Linked DNA regions of Mus musculus: region 2 is linked to region 1. Evidence: chromatin contacts called from public HiChIP or PLAC-seq data. All regions are on one chromosome and are shown on one strand. Each heading gives the region's core, a stretch centred on a gene start, on an enhancer-like site or on the middle of the called end of the contact. The rest is flanking DNA. Distances are from core to core; before and after follow the strand shown.

Region 1 (3,062 bases), core at 410-2,909:
TAATGTTGTCCTAAAACGGTTTTATATTTCATCCGAAGACAGTGTCAAAATCAGTTCAGAAAAGGGTCTGTTAGCCGGCTTCCCTTACCAACGAGGTAAGCCCTCCGCCCACCTCCCCTGTGAACACCGCCTGTCTACTGCTCAGCGCTGTGCAGCGTACCTCAGGGAAGAAAAGTGAAAATTTTGCTCCTTGTGCGTCCTCTGTTTCCTCCTCCCTGCCAGTGCTGAAAGGATCAAGATTGGAGCCGCAGCAGAAGCCTGACGGGGAGCGGACACCCTTACCTTTGCGGACCTGCTGGATGTATCGCGCTAGCAGTGCGCCCAGGCGCGCTCGGGGCTCGCCGTCCGTCCGGAGCACAGCCCGCAGCTGCCTTCGGGGCGCCTCTTGCGCCCGCTGCTCCACGGGGTCCGTAGCTTCTGCAGGGACTACCGGCTGCGCCAGGGCGCCAGCAGCTAGGACTGCCATCACCACGCACAGACATACGCCGCTCTTCATGGCTATGGGAAGCAAAGGCGAGGAGAGTGAACCAAAGACTGGCCTCAGCGTGCTCCAGCCCAAAGTCCCGCACACAGAAGTCGGCTGAGGCTGAACATGGGGGCTGCAGCCGGGTCAGACTGGCTCAACCGTAGCCAAGCGAAGTTCCTAGATGCGCCCTGGCCACCGCGATAATTTCTGCCTGGCTTTTGTGTTATCCACACCTGGGACCTGGGAATCCCGCAGAGTCCCGATTTTTCTGCCCTGATCAGAAGCAGCGTTTCCTCTTGCTTTCCTGAAGTTCCAGGACGCCTTTGTAGCTCATCTCTCTTCTAACCAGAAAAGCAGAATGAAGCGTGTGTGTGTGTGTGTGTGTGTGTGTGTGTGTGTGTGTGTGTGTGAGAGAGAGAGAGAGAGAGAGAGAGAGAGAGAGAGAGAGAGTCAGAGAGACAGAGAGAGACACAGAAAGACAAACGGACAGACAAACACGGGGAGGATACTTCTGGAGAGAAATGTGAGAGATTAAATTTATTCACTACATTAAAAATGTCAGGACACTGGGAAACGCCGTTTTAAGTGTGGGCCCATAAAAAGAAGCTGTATTTATATAGATTCTTCTGCGTTTTACGGGAAGTCACTATACAAAGCAAAAGCCAGAAATCTGTGCCCAGTCCTCAGATGTGGCCAAAGCCCTGCTACACTTGAGAACTGAGCAGATGGGTGCTGTATCATAATGATGTGTTTTTATTCCCCAAAGCCTTAAAATTTTTTTAATGCAGCATTTAGAAAATGGGCATAAATCTTTAAACCTCTAGGTAGTTTCTTTTAAATGATTGCAAAGTGCTCCGAACAGCAGAGAAACCCTAAGAGTGGCTATTCCCAGCCTTGCTGTAAACAGAACATACAACAAGTCTCTCCGCAGCAGTACCCACCCAGATGCATTTTAAGGCTATTTCTGACTTCAGGAAATCTTTCTAGCTGTCAAGGGAGGGAAGGCACAGAAAAAGGAAAGACTAAACAGCAAGAGGTGCAAAGCTGCAGGCCAATATTCTTCACACTCAAGATTGTTGGATCAGCCAGCTACTTACCTTTGGATGGGGAAATCAGCTGGCTTGGCGAGTTCCAGCGGAGAAGGCTGCAGTCCAGCTAAGTTGAGGGCAGGCGGGAGGGTGACTGCTCTTAAATAGCTCCTCCCGGTTCGCAGCCAGTCATCTGTTTACCCAGTGCTGACGCAGTCCAGCAGGACACGTGCTCAGAGGCAGCCACTGGAGGGACCACCGATTGATGTGGCCCTCCGGAGAGAAGGGAAGCGTCCCAGTGAATGAGGATAGCCCCTCCCAGGGGGGCACTTTGCATGGGTCTTACTCTTTATCTAAAGAGCTTCCTTCCCACCTGTTCGGCGCCTGTGCAGAGTCCACCTCAGGGAGGGTGCCACCTCCACTCTCGGTGAAAAACAGGAGTTTATCTGCAATGGAGAAGCTGACCAAGTTCAGTGAGCTTTGGGGATCAAATCCTTCAAGGAAACTGGGGGACCCTCACAGGCTGGGTGTCAGCAGATGTAATCCTGGTGTGTTCTCTGGGACCACCTCAGACCTGAGTGGGCTCTCACAAGTAAGAGAGGGAAATCGGGCTCCCAATTTTTCAGAACTCAATTGCAGTTGGCATCCTGGATTCTATTCTTACACAATTGTAAGATCGGGTGCAGCTCCTGCCTTTCTGCGAAAAGCCTCTGGGAAAAAGATTTGTAATTTCTTTCCACGACGACTTCCCAGGGGCCTATCATCTACTGATGCTTTTGGTCGTGAAGTGGCGCCAGAGAGTGTCTCAGGCACTCCCAAGCTCTGGCTGGCTGAGCCATGCGGGCTGGGCTCGCACCTTCCCAAGAGCTCAGATCACCCTTTCCAGTCTAGTCCCTCTAAAGTTATGGGATTTCGCTGGGTGATGAGGATCTTGGCTGAGAAAAAGACTCTTACCAAGCAAGAAGGAGAGAGGGGGCTCTCTCTGCTGTAGTGCGCACAATCCTGCAACCCCCAGTTCTCACATAACAAAGTGATTATCTATGCCCAGGGTGCTAGAATTTGCTGAATCCCTCTAACCCCATTCCACAGAACACATACTGAGGAAGCCCCACAGCAACCTCCTTGCTGCTAGCTTGTAACTTGGGGTCACCACCAGCCAGGGCAACCATGCCCTCAACCCTGTCAAGCTAGGGTGAATGGAGAAAGGGTTAGAAACTCTTTCTAAATAGAAAAGGCACACAGTTTGGGGACTTCCGGCTGAGGGGGACTATGAGAAACAGCAAGTGATGCCAAGAGTTTAGGTTCATGGTTGTGGCTCTAGCGGTGTCTGCAACCTAGAGGCAACATGTTTTAAACAGCAACAGATTAAATGCTGTGGGGTGATTTCCCGCACAAGACAGCTCAGGTTGTGGGAATGTATCTGTGACAGATCGAGCATGTCCGGAATTGTGGATAAAGCAGCTGGGCACAAGGCTGTTCGATATGGTCAGAATCCACAGGCGCTGACTTCCCTGGGTCGGTGGCTGAGATATGGACGCTTAGCTGCCTCCTTCCCTCCATCGCTTGCC
Region 2 (3,062 bases), core at 363-2,862, 37 kb after region 1:
TATCTTCCTTTTCTTCTGTTATAGCACAGTAACACTAATGACAAGCTGGAGTTCTGGGGAAGAAAGCCTAGCCTGGGCTGATCAGGGAAGTCTGGGGAAGGAAGGCTAGCCTGGGCTGATCAGGGAAGTCTGGGGAAGGAAGGCTAGCCTGAGCTGATCAGGGAAGTCTGGGGAAGGAAGGCTAGCCTGGGCTGATCAGGGAAGTCTGGTGAAGAAAGGCTAGCCTGGGCTGATCAGGGAAGTGTGGTGAAGAAAGGCTAGCCTGGGCTGATCAGGGAAGTCTGGTGAAGAAAGGCTAGCCTGGGCTGATCAGGGAAGTCTGGTGAAGAAAGGCTAGCCTGGGCTGATCAGGGAAGTCTTTTTTTTTTTTTTTTTGTTCTGGGAAGATGGAGTTGAGAAGTATAGATCATGATGAAGTTTGTAGTTAATCAGTTCATCAAAAGTTTGTATGTAGGAGAAAGACTTGTCAGACTTACAGAGAACATTCTAGATGCTAAAGGCTGGAAGTGAGGAAATCTGCTGTGAGCCAATCATGGGGAAGAGAGCATGAACTGAAGTGGTGACTGTGGAGATGGACCAGATGAACGGGAAGTATGAACAGCATCCAGGAGGTGAGGTGGTGCCTCAGAGACTCAGTGCCTGCTTTGTGTGCCCCGTGAGGAAAACCAAAGAGTCCGGAAATCAAACAAAATAAAACCAAACAAACCCAAAACTCTGGATGTACAAAAGCCAGAAATCCAGACTCCAGACTCTCTGTGAGGAAATGCAACATATCAGAGAGCACGTGTGGGGCAGGAGTTGCCTCCTGGTTAGATAGTGAGTGTCCCTCAAAGCTAGTGCACACCAGACGCCTCAGGATGGAACACAACTCGCAGATGTAATTATCTAAGAGTTTCAAGTTCGAACCTTCCCATGATTAACATCTTTACAGGAAGAGGAGAGGACATCACACCACAGAGGTGCAGGGGACTGGGGAGGGTATGTGGGGGACAGTACACATGAAAACAGGAAGTGTGTGTCTCAGTAGCAGCCAGCAAACTCTGGGAAGCACCAGAGACTTAAGAAGCAAAGAAGGACTCTGCGCCCTGGAGTCTTCAAAGGAGCTTGGCCCTGCTAACACTTGGTTTTGGATCAAGCTGTTTCTCCAGCGCTGGGTCACACAATTCTAAGGGCCCTGCTACGATCCCTGCTTCATTTATCTGCTAGGATACATCGCTAACGAGAGGAAAGACATTCTTTTTTTTTTTTTTTTTTTTTTTTTTTTTTTTTTTTTTTTAAGATTTATTTATTTATTATATGTAAGTACACTGTAGCTGTCTTCAAACACTCCAGAAGAGGGAGTCAGATCTTGTTACGGATGGTTGTGAGCCACCATGTGGTTGCTGGGATTTGAACTCTGGACCTTTGGAAGAGCAGTCGGGTGCTCTTACCCACTGAGCCATCTCACCAGCCCCGAGGAAAGACATTCTTATGACCGAATGCTAAATAAAAATATTCCCAAAGTATTACCATAATGTTCTTTCTATCTTATAATTTCGTGGACTGACGCAAGCAGTTTCTGCCCGTCACAAAGGCTTTATGAATGGCACGGAAAATAAGTACCCGTGGCCAGCAACTATTAACAAGATGAACACCCTGGGCACATGATCTCACAATGCCTGCTGGCTTCCAGGGGTATAATTAGGGCTGAATTTTTTATGAGTGTAAACATCGTTTTCTTTGTCCACCAGACCAGGCTTTGCGCTTGACTCTCCCCAGCACTCTGCTCAGGAGAACAGAGAGGAAGAGAAGACCGACTTGAAGCAATTGTGTGTGCTTGCTCGAGGATGCCCTCCACACCTATGGAGGCTGGAGATCTCAAGCACTCTCCAGAGTGTTGGTTTGGGACTCCATACATTTTAAGCCACTTGAACAATGAAGTATGCAGTGACATTGCTGGAATTGCTTTTCTCTGGGCTGGTTTGGTTGGCAGCCTCTGGACTGAGCCACCGCTGTATTTGAAACACTTTCCCAATGACATCCATTGGCCATTGCCCTAGAGTTGTACTAGTGTCAAATTCAACCCTTCCATCTTACACTTTCTTGTGGCTTCCTCTTCAGTGAGGCCAAGTTCTCTCATCCCCCTGTGAGGGCTTCATGATCTGCCCTTCAGGGAACTCAGACTGCTCCTGTCTGTCAGAGCAGGCAATTTCTCCCAAGACAGGAATCATCCTTCAACTAACAAGAAACATTCGGCGGTGGCAGATGCAGTGGTACACATCTGTAATCCCAACACTCAGGAGACTGAGGCAGGAGGATCATGAGTTCAAGGCCAGCCTGGGCTACAATGAACTTCTTATTACACTCGGGAGCCTACAGCAGATGGGGCTGATTTCTTTCCTATTTCCTCCATGGAAAGCGCCAGGCCTCATTTTAATGGCTTCAGTCTCTTTGATGACCACACACAATGTATGCAAACTTTAACTCATTCCTCTCCTTAGCTCGACTGGGTGTTTTTCAAATCCTTCTGCTCTGCTCTTTAGTCCCAAGTCTCACTGTAAGGCAAGATAAAAGCAGCCGAGGAATAACCACGCCACACCCCCAATGTCGTGAACACTGCTCTGCCAAATTAATTATCCCATTTTTTAAAACTCAGCTTCACTCAAATTTCCAGGACACAGGGAAAATGTTGACAAGTTCTTTGACAACGAGTAACATAAATGGCCTTTAGTTCAGCTTCCAGCAGAGTGCTGGCCCCTACTTGATCCTACATGAGTGCAATCTTTAATATGCATATCCTGTCCCTTCTATCTTAAATTGCCAATTTGATACAACCTAGAAATTGGTCAGTAGATGAGTCTCAGATGAAATCCCAAGATCAAAACTGGCCTGAGGACATGTCTGTGGAAGATTGTCAGGACTGTTAATTACTGTGGGAGAGAATTCAGCCCACTGTGGTCAGCACCATTCCCTGGGCAGGAGGGCCAGGGATGTATAAGAAAGATAACTGGGTGTGAGCTTCCTTGAGCCAGTCAGCAAACAGCTGACTGGTTACTACCAGTCCATCTAACCTGGTGGTTGCA

What was found. HiChIP or PLAC-seq counts read pairs in DNA pulled down with a chosen protein or histone mark.
Region 2: an H3K27ac HiChIP or PLAC-seq map of VIP interneurons shows a contact between it and region 1, with 2.6 times the contacts expected there. The contact joins the enhancer-like site here to the promoter of Cck in region 1. A contact is called at or near these places in 6 of 39 promoter capture datasets (the HPC-7 cell line, the SN4741 cell line, frontonasal cranial neural crest and 3 more), 4 of 484 Hi-C or Micro-C datasets (the HPC-7 cell line, the N1E-115 cell line, bone marrow-derived macrophages and 1 more), 3 of 115 datasets of contacts at active chromatin or transcription factors (VIP interneurons, embryonic stem cells and intestinal villus epithelium) and 4 of 9 other capture datasets (adipose tissue, liver, macrophages and 1 more).

The regions. Positions count from the first base shown.
Region 1 is chr9:121,494,035-121,497,096 of GRCm38.p6, forward strand. It overlaps Cck (cholecystokinin), which reads right to left and starts at 1,660. Exons shown (of 3, transcript NM_031161.4): 1 at 1,564-1,660; 2 at 283-498. The coding sequence starts at 496. All of the region lies in intron 1 of Gm38661 (a long non-coding RNA gene), which reads left to right.
Region 2 is chr9:121,531,124-121,534,185 of GRCm38.p6, forward strand. No RefSeq gene overlaps it. Among named protein-coding and RNA genes, the nearest start is that of Cck, 37 kb to the left of the region's middle. Within about 2 kb of position 1,613, at least 5 of the 459 cell types and tissues checked have an H3K27ac peak or open chromatin away from gene starts, as enhancers often do. A contact at or near this core is called in VIP interneurons, where this site is marked.